Linked DNA regions of Zea mays: region 2 is linked to region 1. The links are chromatin contacts, called in public Hi-C maps. All regions are on one chromosome and are shown on one strand. The core of a region is the stretch at or near the end of the contact, and the rest is flanking DNA. Distances in the headings are between cores, read along the strand shown.

Region 1 (7,548 bases), core at 2,229-4,728:
ACAGGATTCAGATGGACCGTTGGTTTCCAGTCAGGGCCGTACGTACTGACAGTGCTGTCGTCTGCCGCTCCAGACAGGCAGGCACTTCGTCGCACGCACAGCCGAGGAGGCGTGACGCCCACAGTTGCAGTTGCAGCCGCAGATGCGGCAGGCAGCACAACGTAGAGGTGAGTAATGAAAGAGACGGCCGGACTGAGTTGCGACATGTATGTAATCAAGAACTTGAAGGAGCGTCAGACTATTACAACAAGGGATTCATTTAGACCTACTGTTTTGTGTAATAATGAAGACCACGAGTTGACTGCCCCCATTCTCTCTCTCTCTCTCTTTCAGGGGTCACTCGCCTTACATCCTTTTAATAACTATAGTGCAAACTGATAAGGGTTGTAATGGGGTCACAGTGAGAGAAAAAAACATGTCTAGACAGTTGTGAAGTAAGTGGTAAAGAAGCCGTCATCACATTTTTATAAAAAAAAAACTGCAATAATAGCTCTCGCTCTTACTATTAAAGCACATCAGACATGAACATGGCGGTGTTGGTAAAAAATAGTATGTCACAACTCACAATGTGTAAAGATTATACAGACATTATTTAGCTCGAAGAGAGCCGACAAAGATGACCTGGCCGAACTTCTAAAGTTCATAGCCTGATACCTCATGTTCCTTCACTCATCTTATCGTCACCAGATTATTGCAGCAAACTGTTATAAAAATGTATGTACAAAAAGGCCTATATTAAGTGGATTTATATCTGCGAAACTCGCTATCAACTTTTCTATTGTAAGGCTGTTTCCAGCGGCTTACTCATTATATCTCTAATTTCATCTTTTATTTTAAACTTTACTACATGAACAGTGCAGTGTTTTGTATGACTATATACACGATCTGCTAGATACAGCTAATCACAAGCCACATACATAAACGTCAAAGAGAAAATCCAGTGAGACCTGGAAATTCCAAACTCCAATATTAATACCATATTAGCAGCTATTGTACTTTTCTATAACCAAGACATGTCAACACTGGACATAAGAAAATGAAATTGAGACTATCCTCCATAAAAAATGCAAATGCACTCTTAAGCTATATATGTGAAGTGAATCTGAATATGAGTTAGTTATATGTCTGAAAAATAATAATAAATCAAGATCCATTCAAAACCGTACTATTTGGGGAGTAAATATAACAAGATTTATAAGGGTTTAGACTTCTGACGAGGCACCCAGGTTTAAACATAACTCTGCAAAAATGAGAAATATGAATGTATAGAGAACAAATGATGCATCCTCATTCCTTGAAGAATAGGAGAAACAGCAAGCTGCCAGTCCGCATCAACCTCCCTCCTTTAAGCACATCCGTTGTGTGAACATGAAGCTGCAAACACTGATACAGTATCTTTTGTTGCCTCCACTGTCAGACCCAATGCCAACAGTAGCTTTGTTTCTATGTTCCAGGATGCTATGTAAGGCCATGAAGAAATCATTAGTAGCAGAATGCATATGGGAAATCAGGAAGTGAGACACCCTAATATTGAACTGGGCTACCAAAGCAGTTCTCAGGATCATTTTGTGGAACAATGTAGCACAGTAGTTTTTTTTCAGTGAGATAAGGGCTCAGTTAAATGGTGCTGAAAAGGCACCTGGGTGCTCAATTTTAAGAAAAGTTACAGCAGACTGAAAACAAATCCATCTTCATTACCTATGTGCAGTCTGTCAAACTTTTTTGTTCACGAACAAAAAATAAAGAACGGTTCCTCTAGAAAAGACATATTCATGGACTTATGGTTAGACAGTTCGAGAAAATTTCCATGATATATAAAATGCACACAAAATGTTCCTATTATTTTATTTGAAAATCACAGATGTTACTCCCCTAAAAAACTCACATGTAACAATATAAACAGATGGGCATGTACCTAAGTTGGGGCATACAGAACAAGATTAGTAGTGGAAAATATGACAGGAATTCCAAATATCTTCATATAATAAATCAGTGCACGGACCAGTAAAATTAACACTTGCAGAAAATTACGAGCTAATCATTGGTAAAGGTGCCGATCATGAACTACAATGGTACAGCAATAAGCAATGTTGCGTGCATATTAAAACATCACAAGATTTGTGGAGCACTGCACGACAAATTCCTCAAGCAGTGTTCTTGTGAGCACGTAAAACAGAACGCCGAGGGCAATGGACACTGGTAGGGCCGGCAATGCCTTGCGGAAGAATGCCAGCAGGAGCAGAGTGATGCCAAGCCCTGCAATGATGGCAAGGTAGCAGGCATACACTGTCATGTAGTCATACATCGCTGCCCTGCCGACCAAAACGCTGTAGAATATGAAGTCCCCCAACCCAAGCTTGATCGCCCCAGATGAGCTTAATCCAATGCCATCTTCATCTTCCACCTCTTCTTCAGATCTCTGAGGGCGTGGCTGGATCAAAGGTACCATCATTTCAGCAACAGCAACTCTATGCTCCTGCAATGCTGAAACTTCCCCAACTTGTGCGACAGTAGAAGAATCAGAGGAGCTCAAAGCAGCCGCCAATGTCACCCTGGGCCTTGAATTACTAATATCACCAGCAAGAGTGGCAGGTTCATGAACTTGGGATGCCGAACTGTTTCCAGAGTCAGGCTGAAGTACCTCCCCAATCACCTCAACCGTGGAACTGGCATCCAAATCCGCGCCAGGTTGCCTCCCTTCCCTCCACAAGCGCCAATTCCGGCCATGGCGGGGATCCACCGGTCTGGCCTCGTAGACCAAGGCCGGGATCTCCTCGTTCCTCTGTATGGCCAGCTCGAGCAGCACCCTCAAGGGGCCACCAGGGAGCAGCACTGCCGCGAGGTCGTAGATGGCCATGGCGACGAGCAGCGCCCAGGTGGTCCACTCGGGCAGCAGCGTGAACCAGAAGGCGGTGAGTACGGCGACGGCGACGAGCGCGGCCTGGTGGAGCGCGATGGGGACGGAGGCCGGGACCAGCGCGGCGAGCGCGAGCGCCCCCGCGGCGTTGGGCAGGAGGAGCGCGAAGGAGACGGCGTCGAGCGGGAGGCGGAGGCGGGAGAGGAGGAGGAGCGCGACCTGGCCGCCGAGGACGAGGAGGACGGAGAGCGCGGAGAAGCCGAGGTAGGCGCGGAGGCAGGGCGTGCAGCGGAGGTAGAAGAGGAGCGCGAGCAGGAAGGTGGCGGCCGTGACGGCGACGACGAAGGTGAGGGCGGTGATGAGCGCCGTGGGTATGTCGTCCCCTCCGGAGACGCCGCCGGTGGCGGCCGCGATGGAGGCGGAGAAGGGCGACGGGGAGGAGGGCGAGGAGAGGAGGGAGACCAGGAGCACGACGAGGAGCATGCAGGCGGAGACGGGGTAGACGATGCGGGTGATGTCCTCGCCGAGCGAGTCCAGCACGGTGGTGCGGGCGGGGCCATCAACGGGGACGGCGGCAGCGTCGGCGTCGGCCATTTGGTGGATGTGGAATGGGGATCGCTTCCGATCCGTTGTTGGGACTTGGGCCGACTTGTTTTACGCCCGCACCCGATCAGTTAACAACAGATCAGTGCTGTGTACCTCACTCTTGTTTCTCCATAATTCTCAAGATTTGCCAAGTCTAAATGCCTAATCTCAAGTTCATGGAGCTACTTGATTCTCCATCAATGCCCGAAAAAAGTGTCTTTTATGTTTGCAACTAGGGCTAGATATACTCGCTAGGCTCGACTCGTCCGAGCTTACTTGTTAAGCTAACGAGCTAGCTCGGATCGTTTAGGTCGCGAGCTCAAGAAAAAAACAATATATATAATAATCAATTTATAGTTAATTTTAAGCTAATTTAACAATAGAAAATAATAATTATATTTATATTTTCACGGACCATATCAATGTAACACCAAATTAACATAATTTATCACTCATGAATTCACAATTCATCAATCATTAGTTTAATTCATAGAACATAAACACCACATAGACATATAAGATGTTCATCAATTATTAGGTAAATGGTATAGTTTGGTTTTGCTAAAATGTGGTAGCTCGTTTAACTCGCGAGCTGGCTCGTTAACGAACCGAGCTAGGATATCAGCTTAGCTCGTGAAATAATTCAAACGAGACGATCCGAGCCAAGTCAAACTGACCATGAACTGAGCGAGCCAACAAGCTTTGAGTATTTCGTCCAACCCTATTTGCAACAACCTAAAACAAGCCTGCTATGCACATGCACTAGGGTACAACAAAAAATGATGAGATACCATGGCGCTCAACAAAAAATAATGGAGTGCTCCCGTGCCTATGCTTCAATGTTTTTCTTCCTTAGCCAATCACATATTACTAGCTAGTTATCCATAATTTGCTACAGTTGTTATATAATTATTGCTTATTTTCAAACAGTAAGCTATGTGTGATTTGGTGGTGACCTCAAATTTTTGGAGCAAAGAGGGTGTGTGTTTTAGTACTAGCTCTGGACTATTTTTTTACAGCGACGCCCCCACGTGTGGAGGTGCTCACATTAGATTCTTTTAATTTCTATGTCGTAGGCTTCTCTTTAATTTTTTTCACTTTGGCATGCATTTGAACGTGCAGTTAACAATTTTTATGTCTTTTTTTAATTACGCATGTCAATCTGTTGCAAGGACAACACGTCTTAGACTACTATCTTGCTTAAAATATAAAATAACTGCAAAATTAGGTCCGTTAAAAAATCCATATCCATGATGTGTACAGAATTTTGCCCAAAACCATGCTTATGCGGGTTTCGGGTACCCAACAGGTTTCCCATACCCACTAACATCAACATAAAAATTAATTCATCAGATAAATGATAGTCAATATAGTAATAAGTTAGGATAAAAGAAATAAGTAACAACTAATTTTAGCTTAAACTTTGTTACATGAAGTTCATTTCACTTAGAACATATTCAATTAATAATATAATGAGACATATCTGTAAGATATGTTGATTTTAAAGCGGGTTTTAAAAACCCATGGGTTTGCAGGTATAGGTAGTGGAAGAAAAAACTCATGCCCACGTATAGGCATGGGCAAAAAGAACCGGAACCGAGGAACCGAAATAACCGAGAACCGAAACCGAACTAACCGAACCGAAGGAACCGTTATGAAATTCGGTTCTGGTTTTTTGAGAACCGAAATAAATGAGATATTTTCGGTTCTGCACTCCAAAGAACCGAAAAACCCAAAAGTATTAGATTCAATTTGTTACATGTGTTTGTAACTTCGGATGTTGTGTTATCGACTTATGTTGAACCTCTAATCATCCATGTATTATCTATGAAATTATGGTCATTGTGCACTTGTGGTTGTTTGTGGGGAGATGTTGCTGGAATTTCTCACAAAAGTTATCGTTATTCAAAATTTTAGAGTGGTTGTTATAGTTCGGTTAGAACTGAAGAACCGAGAACCGATCTAGTCGGTTTTGGTTTCTTTATCTTGCTATTTCGGTTCTAGTTTTTGAAGAACCAAATTTCTACAAGAACCGAGGAACCGAACCGAACCGAAGAACCGAATGCCCAGTCCTACCGACGTACCCGCTGGGTTTCTATTTGAACCTATTAACAAACCCATGGATAGAGAAATTTGCTCAAACTCATACCCTAAGAGCTAGTTTGGTGAAAGGGAAATGTGCCCTTGGGCCATTTCTAAGTATTTTGGTGATTAAGTGTCCAACACAAGTGCCTAAGTGTTAAATTGTGCCAAGGACTCAAGAAGTGCAAATCAAGATTAAAGGTATGTTTCTAGACTTAGTACATTGTTTTGAAGACTAATGTATTGTGTCTAAGTGCTAGAAACAGGAGAAACAATTATGGAGAAGTTGGCTGTGTACAGCCAAAATGCTGCTCGGTCTGGGTGCACCGGACTGTCCGGTGCGCCAGGCTGGCGTCTGTCAACTGGCTGCTCTCGGGACTTCGACGACGGTGTACGGCTATAAATCACCGGACTGTCCGGTGAGCCAACAGTCGGCCCAGCCAACGGTCGGCCGCGTAATCCGCGCGCGACGCGTGGCAGAGCCAACAGTCAGAAGGGGGCACCGGACTGTCCGGTGCACCAACGGTTCTGAATTTCCAACGGTCGGCTTCGCCAAAGAAGGAAAGAAATCCGCACCGGACAGTGTCCGGTGGTGCACCGGACTGTCCGGTGCGCCAGGCGACAGAAGGCAAGAATTGCCTTCCTGGAATGCTCTCAACGGCTCCTAGCTGCCTTGGGGCTATAAAAGGGACCCCTAGGCGCATGGAGGAGTATACCAATCATTCTCTAAGCATTCCTAAGCACCAAGACTCCAATTCCGCGCATTTGATTATTTGTGATAGCAACTAGAGCTCCATTTGAGTAGAGAACTCTTTGGGTTGTGTTGTGAGCTCGAGTTGTGACTTGTGTGCGTATTGTGCTCTGATTTTGTGTCTTGGGTGCGTTGCTCATCCCAGCCTTACTTCCGTGCTTCTTTGTGAACATCATATTGTAAGGGCGAGAGACTCCAAGTTGTGGAGATTCCTCGCAAGCGGGATATAGTAAAAAGCAAAACATCGTGGTATTCAAGTGGGTCTTTGGACCGCTTGAGAGGAGTTGATTGCAACCCTCGTCCGTTGGGACGCCACAACATGGAGTAGGCAAGTGTTGGACTTGGCCGAACCACGGGATAAACCACTGTGTCTATCTGTGTTGATCTTCTTGTGGTTATCGTGTCTTGCAAGAACTCTTCTCTAGCCACTTGGCTTTATTGTGCTAACTCCTAACAAAGTTTTGTGGCATTAAAGTTCAAATTTTTACAGGATCACCTATTCACCCCCCTCTAGGTGCTCTCATTTGGGAGCCACAAAACCGGAGAGGATTGGAGGGGCTAAAATCTCCTTCCAAATTTGTCGGCGTTTTGAGACCAGGGGGTCCCTAAGCCGACGAGTGAGTGTGCCTCGTGCCCCAGCCCAGATGGGTCGAGCGCGTGGGCGAGCGCGAAGGGGGGAAGCGAGGTGGCCGGAGACGGGCGTGAGAGAGGTGGAAATTCCGCGGCCTTCGTGTTCGTCCCGCACCCAGGTCGGGTGCGCTTGCAGTAGGGGGTTACAAGCGTCCACGCGGGTGAGGGAAGCGAGCGGCCCCAAGAGAGCGCCTGTCTCGTCCTCGTCCCCGCGCGGCCAACCTTCTCTAAGAAGGCCCTGGTCCTTCCTTTTATAGGCGTAAGGAGAGGATCCAGGTGTACAATGGGGGTGTAGCAGAGTCCTACGTGTCTAGCGGGGGAGAGCTAGCGCCCTAAGTACATGCCAATGTGGCAGCCGGAGAGATCTTGGCACCCAGCTGGTGTGATGTCGTGGCTGTCGGAGGAGCAACGGAGCCTGGCGGAGGGACAGCTGTCGGAGCGGTTGAGTCCTTGCTGACGTCCCCCTGCTTCCGTAAGAGAGCTGAGAGTCGCCGTCGTCACAGGGCTTGCGGGGCGCCATCATTGCCTATCTGGCGGAGCTGGCCAGACGGGACACCGGTCTTGTTCTCTGTGGCCCGAGTCGGATCGGGGCAGGGTGATGATGGCGCTTCCTGTTGACGTGGCTGGCCTGCGCCCTAGGTCG
Region 2 (7,548 bases), core at 2,254-4,753, 340 kb after region 1:
CTATTTCCCTTTCAATGACACACTAAAAAAGACAGGTATTCATGGTACGAACTAAATGTAGGTTTGAGTCACTGTAATAGTAGCAACTCCACTAAACTCCATCCTGTTATTACTATATATTTGTAAAAAAAATTCGGATCTCACCCAAGCTGAGTTTTTTGGTTACAAAATTCTGGTCCCATTCTTTGTATTACTTTTGCAGCTCTATAGCAATTAAAAGTTTATCTAGAACAAAATGCTTTTGCTTAGGAATAGAGATTCAAATCCTTTTAGCTTAATCTATTGATAAATTGATATCCACACGAATAATATGTAAGGTAAGGAATCAACCTTTATCCGGGATAGATGAACAACACCAAAGCACATTGGGCATGGCTCACAGGATGCATAAATTTCACAATCCGACAACACAATTTTTCTGAGCTTTTTGCAAGCCTCGTTTACAAAAGATACATTGGTTATAAGAGATGAGTATTCTCTTGCCTTAACAATGGAAGGAAGATTTTGTAGAATGTAGTGAGGTTGAGAAGAGGCATGTATCGACAAATACACAGGCAGAAAACATCAAGCAGGAAGGTGGAATGTGTGGTAGTCGCAAAATATGAACCTGGTGGATTGTAAGGATCTGACGACAACCATTACATCAAGCATTCTCATTGGGCGACAGATACCTGCAAGCATTCCAACAAACATCCCAAAAATTGAATATATCTAAAATATCAAATGAAACTATGTTTTACTGAACGTTTAGGCATATTCTGAAACAAAGAGGATGATTACAAAATCTATAAAACAAACATGCAAGATGAATATCTTATAATTTTTGAGAGAAATGAAACTCTTGCACAAGAGGAAATTGATGTCGTTAAACAAGTAATTCTTTTTCTTATTAGCATATATCAACGCAAAAAACAAAAGGTGCAAAACCATGTTTTCAAACACAGTTGCATTTGACAACAAAGCTATTAACATCATGTTAAACTACAATGCAAATATCTAACAAACAATCGATGCCAAATCTTAGTTCTAGATATTTAGATTGCCATATGAAGATACCAAAGAATGACAAGAAACTTTTTATCGCACTTTCCTTGCAACAAACAATTTTATGCAATTGTACTTTAAAATATCGTAAAACTTATCTCACATATCCAATAAAGGAATTGCAACACCAAATTAATAAGTAATGACTACTGCAACTGCTAGCTCTTGGGTCTATGAGAGTATGAGTATTAGAGAAACTAAATAAAATCAATAGCAGCACACAGAATATGGTAAAAACGAGAACACTATCATACAATCGGTTATAGGTTTGCGACACTGTAAATCAAAGCAATCCCTAGAGTTCAAGCATATAGCTTATAATTTTAACTAAAGGAGAAACATGAGCCAAAAGAGAAGAATATGATAGCACCTCCACTTCAGAATCTGAAGAAATAAGAATCCTGCTTAGAGTTGATGCTCTCAACTTTCTTCGGAGGGGACTGCTTCTTAACCGGCACGGCCTTTTCAGGTAGTCTTTTGCTTCTTTACACTCATGACCTTCTCAATCTCATCTTCTGCATTTCTCTTACCTGCTCATTTTGATTAAAAAAATCTTGTGACTTAGTGATAAGTATGGTACATACAAATCAACAAGACAGACACATTCAACAATTATTACAATGCAACAACAGAGATATGAAATGTCTTACCCTTCTTTGTAGATTTCTCCTCTAGAACCGAGGCAGCAGCCTTAACACTGGACTTCTTGTTTGGCTTACCCATAATGCCTCAGCTAAAAGAAATGGGAGCACTAATTTAAGAATAAGGCATTTACAATACTAATACATCACGGAAGGAACACATGAAGCCATCACTTTGTAGAAAATTTGATTGACATTTTGAATGGGGAACTAAAGTGCAAAAGCTCAATTTGGTTTCGGGAACATGAAGTCCAAAAGATTCCATTGTATTGAGAGGATGGATACACTGGGTAGTAAAGGTCATTAAGGCTATGGACTCATTTGTTCAGAACCTGAAAAATACATTACCAAACATAGAACAAACAATTCCCTCATCGTGGTTTCATGAAAATACAACTAGGTAGCGACTTGCTACAAAGGCATCATCACAAACATCTGAAAAACTCTGAAAAATAGAAAATGAATTAACATTCCATGTTGCATATTTAGAAGTTGGAAACAAGAGCAAGTGACCAACCTATTGATTGCTAGTTTTTTGTAGTTGGGCGTGGTTTGTTGTTCGCCTGCAGGCTACAGAGTAGGGCGCCACTCCCTACCCTGACGGCCCTCAGTCCTTGATATGCCCGCATGGCCTCTCTCCTTCAAGTGGACGCGTCGTCGATAGAGGTTGAGCCATGATGTGGCTGTGCCGCCTCTCGATTTGGCCAGCGATGAACTCCTGCGGGCCTTGGAGCCCCCTCGGCGAACGTAAGCGAGGTGGACGCGCCCGGATGGTGAGAGAATGTGTGGTGCGTACCCGAGGACGAAGACATCGGTGCCGAGGCAGAGTAAAGATATAGATTTTAACCGTTGTCGTCGTCTAGTTTTATTATTTAATATTTTTAAAGATATTTTATTTATATAATAAATTTTGTGACACTTATTTCTACACAGAGTTATTATACATGTGAAATTTGATTCTGGCATACATAATTACATATGTAATACATCTGGATGTATCGTTAAATCCGGGCGCCACGTTTTGTTTTGTTCTGTTCTCAACCACCTACTACAGCTGTCCGCATTAGGTATTTAGGGGCAAGGATTAAGGACTCAAAGTAGAATAGTGAAGTGAAGCGACAGCCGACAGTAGAAGATTTTAGCACTTCCCCTCAACTCGATTTAGAGGGTGTTTGGTTAGAGGGACTAAAGATTAGTCTGTAGTTTTTATTCTCATTTAGTCCTTTTTTTGCCAAACACTAGGACTAAAATATGAACTAAAATGATTTAGTCTTTAGTCCTTCACATATGTGCTAAAAGGGACTAAATCATATTAATTCCACATTTACCCCTCATTTAGTTCAATTGTACTAATAGCAGGAGAATGTTAAATGCTATTTTAGTCTTCTTATGAGTCATTTAGTATATTCTTACTATTTTAGCCCCTAGAACCAAACATGTTATGGACTAAACTTTAGTCCCCTAGCTAAACTTTAGTCCCTAGACTAAGAGAGTGTTTGGTTTCTAGGGACTAATTTTTAGTCCCTACATTTTATTATATTTTAGTTCTAAAATTACTAAATATAGAAACAAAAACTTTATTATAGTTTCTATATTTGATAATTTATAGACTAAAATAAAATAAAATAATGAGACATTAGTCCCTATAAACCAAACACCCCCTAAAGAAACCAAACATAACCTTACTTTCCCATGCGGCCAGCAGTAGCACCGCGCCCTCTTGTTTCAACGGCAGCCAAGTACGGACCGGAATTCGGAGCCCGAAAGCGACGCCCCTGCCCCCAGTCCCTGTTCAGCGGCTGCGGCCCACGGCCCACGGGCCCGTACCAGCAGCGCAACGCTCCTGCCTGCAGCCCTCTGCACACGCCCGAAGCGTCCGCGAACGGCAAAGGACGTGGCGAGGCCCACAGCCAGCGTCCCGTGCGCGGGGGCCTCACCAGGCAGCGTCCCACGTGATGGCGGGGCCCGCGCCTCCCGCGCGCGGGCGATTGGACTCCGTGCTGGGGTCCGATCCGATCCCGACCCGGCGCCGCAACCGCTGCTGCTGACAAAAAATCACCAGAAATAAAATAAATAAAAATCCCACAGAAGAAAAAAAACACCCCGAAAATTCTCCCTCGCTCTCTCTCAGTCTCTCTCTCCGTGAGGGAGGAAGTTGGGCTTCGTTCTCGAGTACTCTTCGTTCTCAGGCGGCCCCCGGCTGCTTCTGCTGGTCGCCGCCCAGCTCCAGGTACGCGCGAGGGCCGAAAAAAACCTCGTCTCCCTTTCCTCTAGCTAGCCTGCTCGAGATTGTTCGTACTTTTGCTCCGGGCCGGGTTGCTGTCGTCGTCGAGCTGGCTTGCACTGCACCGCGTGCGAGCGGCAGAGGAAGCTCAGTTTGGGGTTTCTAGGGTTTTGGGACGAGCACAGGGAAGGCGTCGCTCTTCTGCTCGGGTAGAGTATAGCTGCGCGGCGCTGTTCTCTGAGTTCAGGGGACGGCTTCTGGGCTGCGGCAGAGCTGTGTGCCGCCCAAATCCGGCAAATTCGGTCCGAGTTGCTTAGGGTTTGGATGCGGAAGCCGGGGTCCCTGGCGCCGTGCTCTGCGGTTCCTTGGTCCGTGTCCTGCGATTGTGTGGTTCCCTCTGCAACTGCCTGCAGGCTTCGCTGAAATTTGGGGTTCCTGCAACGAGTTGGGCTTACCTGTCAATTAGCCCTTTGGGCTAATGCCTGCAATTTGATCTCCTCCGCCGTTGTCTTCGTCAGAGCTTACTTGTTGGAGGCCCTTTAGCATTCCTTTTACTCTAGCTAAGACTATGATGCGGTGTTTTTATTCTTCCATTTTGCCTTCTTGCTTTCTACTTGACACCATTGTACCTCAAAGTTCAAATCTTCCTAACAATACCCACATAGCACGCACCGCAGCATGCCACTGTTTCCTTTCTTTTGTCAGTTTTTTTATTCCCCACTGGGTCCTGTATCTCAGGTTTCCTCACTAGGGTTACCATTTTAACACAGTTATTAGAGAAATAAGGGCCAGCCTGGTTGCCCGAGGCTGACCCAGCACCTGCGATGGAGGAGAAGGCTGTCACAAATGGAGCGGCAGCTGCTGATGTTGCTGCTCCTGATAATAAGGATAACACCAAGGAAGAGGTTAGCAAGAGCAAGGAGCCAGTAGCGAATAAGGATGCTGAAGAGCAGAACAAAGGCTCGGAAAATGGTGCTGAGGGCCATTCAGGTGGAGATGTCAATATGGCAGAGGCTGAGATCACTGAGGAAGGTGGTGGTGGTGATGCTGGTGCGGCAAAGCAGGTGGATTCTGGAGATGTCAAAACGGATGCCGATACAAAGGAAGATGCCAATGCGAGAACAGAAGAAGGTGAAGATGCCAAGATGACTGAGGCTGACGTAGGAAGTACAGAGGTCAAAGATAAAGAAGAGAAGGAAGATGAAGTTGAGAACACAAATGAGCAGGATGAATCGAAGGAGCAAGAGAAAGGTGCTTCGGCTGAGCAAGAGGAAAACGAAGGAAAAGAAACGGATGCTGATGAGAACCAAGAAGAAGAGGAAGCAGAAGAAAAGGGTTCTGCTGATAAGAAAGATGAAGCTGAAGCTGAAGGTGACAAGAAGACGGAAGAGAATAAGGAGACTCCGAAGAACAAGAAAGCAAGGAGTGCCAGGGATAGAAGCCAGGGAAAAGATAAGGAGCAGGATGGATCCAAATCCAAGGAAGCCAAAAGTTTGCTGAACACTCCAAGCCCATATGGTACCAATCGCCCTCAACGTGAGAGGAAAATAGTGGAGAGGTTGGTTGAGGTGATTGATAAAGAGCCAAACAAGAATTTCGTGGTTGAGAAGGTTCGTTGCTTGCATTTCATTTTGTCCCATTTTTTTCATTTCGGCGTGTAATAGTGTGGCTGTGGCATCTTTTTTATCACAGGGACAGGGGACTCCTCTGAAGGATATACCAAGTGGTATGTGCCTCATTTCATACTGTTTACTGTGTTTCTTTCTGTCTCTTAGGCAGCATAGTCAGCCTTCTCTTTCTGTCGAGATTTTTTTTTGTTTTACACGTGATTTGTTATGTTTTACTGGTTCTTGAATTCTTGATTGAAACTATTCTTAAATTTGATTGATGGTTTCTAGGTTTGAGTGGAACTCTTTAATTGTTTTTCGTGCATTTTCCCATCTTCTGTTTTGATTATGCACCATGACAAAAGAACAGAACCTTGTGATCTAACTGGAGAGAAGAAACCTTGTAATCTGTCAATCGCTTCAGGAAACTTTTGCTTGTTTCTCTTGTATGATGTGCCTGCCTTTAAATTTATTTGCTATTTTAATTTATATTCACTAAGGGCTTCTGTTAATAGAGCTGATTTCGTATCACCTTCATCTCGTATGGTTCTTTATTTTGTGACTAAATAAATACCCGTACTTGCCTTTTTTTCTTGAACAACGCAAGATAGCTGCATGTCATTTTATTAAGAAAAAACATATAGAGGAAGGGCCTCTAGCATAATGGTTCTATGAACAAAGTAGGTGGTGTTTATGTGGTAGGCTGTTATTAGCTTTTAAATTGAAATGGTGGTTATAACATGTTAGATCCCAGCAGAATCCAATAGCAAGATATGCAGAATCTGCGAAAGGGCCTCTAGCATAATGGTTAAGGCTTCTGAGTAGCACCTTCAGGTCCCGAGTGCGACCCCCTCAGGGGTGAATTTCGGTCTTAGTTAAAAAAATCGCCTCGCTGTGCCCCGCCCGCTCTCGGGTTACGTCTTACACGCCACCCTCCGGTTGGGTCGTTGTAAAGTGGACGGTGACGGCCCGCTAGTGATAAGGGGCCAGAGTTCGGGAATTTCTCGACCGGGACCATGTTTCGGTCTCTTCTTAATATATTACCGGGAGGGCGGTCTTTCCCTCCCTGGCCAAGTTTTTTAAGATATGCAGAATCTAAAAAAAAAAAAGAGTATGCTGGGGAACTGTATTACTGTATATCTCAGTTTTAGCCTTTTAGGGGCACGAGACTAGAACCCTACCTCAACCACAAAATGCTCCGCTATAAGCCATATAGGTGCTCCATATTTAGAGAGCACAGAACCATCGGTGAAGCTCTAAATAGGTGCTATATGCCTATGCTAGTAGCTTATCTTTTTTTTGCTCTCTGGTGTCTGCTCTAATTGTATGTCTAGCAGTAGCAAGAGGAGGCTAAAAATTTTATGGCCCTATTAATTTAGGTGAATCACTTAGCAACTTTGGTGTTATTTTTTTTGTCAGCCACCATCTTAGACGAGCAATAGATTCCCTTCGTGTTTTCTGATCTTTTCTGTCGAAATTTAAGTGGAAAATAACAATTCAGACTATAGTCTGTACAGTATCACATGGCTGATATCATTGCATCTTGTTAAGTGGAATATTTCATTATTTTGTGTAGATGGAAGTGGTATGCAATAAGTAATATTCACTCAATTTTTATCTGTTGACGTTGGTACATTCATTTTCCACTTTCTTTACTTACCTTGTTCCCTGTTTTATGATTAGTTTATCTTCTAGCCTTGCTGTCTTTTCTTTATGATGATTTGCTGAATTGCCGTTGGTTTATCAAGAGTTGACTATGGTGGTTACAAGCCAGTTGGCTACTTTGATTTCACTTATAATCTCTTGTTATGCATTGCTTCTTATATTCACAATGTGTTCTTCATTGGAACAAAGATATGTCATTCTCTTTTTTTAGGGTTTCCACCTAATGCTTAAGTTTGTGAAATTTCTTTAGTTTTATAATGTTCTCTTTCACTGATTTGCCTTTTCTTTTAAAATTTATGAACAGTGGCACACAGAATATCAAGGAAGAAGCCTTCTGATCTTAAATTTCTTCACAGTATTCTTTTTG

Evidence for each region. Hi-C and Micro-C count contacts between places; a contact is called where the count stands out from the background.
Region 2: a contact with region 1 is called in a Hi-C map of ear, with 1.8 times the contacts expected there. The contact joins the promoter of LOC103626062 here to the promoter of LOC100285753 in region 1. A contact is called at or near these places in 2 of 25 Hi-C or Micro-C datasets (ear and leaf).

What each region holds. Positions count from the first base shown.
Region 1 is chr5:19,632,200-19,639,747 of Zm-B73-REFERENCE-NAM-5.0, forward strand. LOC100285753 reads right to left here and starts at 3,479. Exons shown (of 1, transcript NM_001158643.2): 1 at 1,963-3,479. The coding sequence starts at 3,451. The coding sequence ends at 2,102.
Region 2 is chr5:19,974,274-19,981,821 of Zm-B73-REFERENCE-NAM-5.0, forward strand. LOC103626062 (protein DEK) reads left to right here and starts at 3,504. Exons shown (of 12, transcript XM_008646442.2): 1 at 3,504-3,915; 2 at 4,680-5,519; 3 at 5,602-5,635; 4 at 7,486-7,548. The coding sequence starts at 4,734.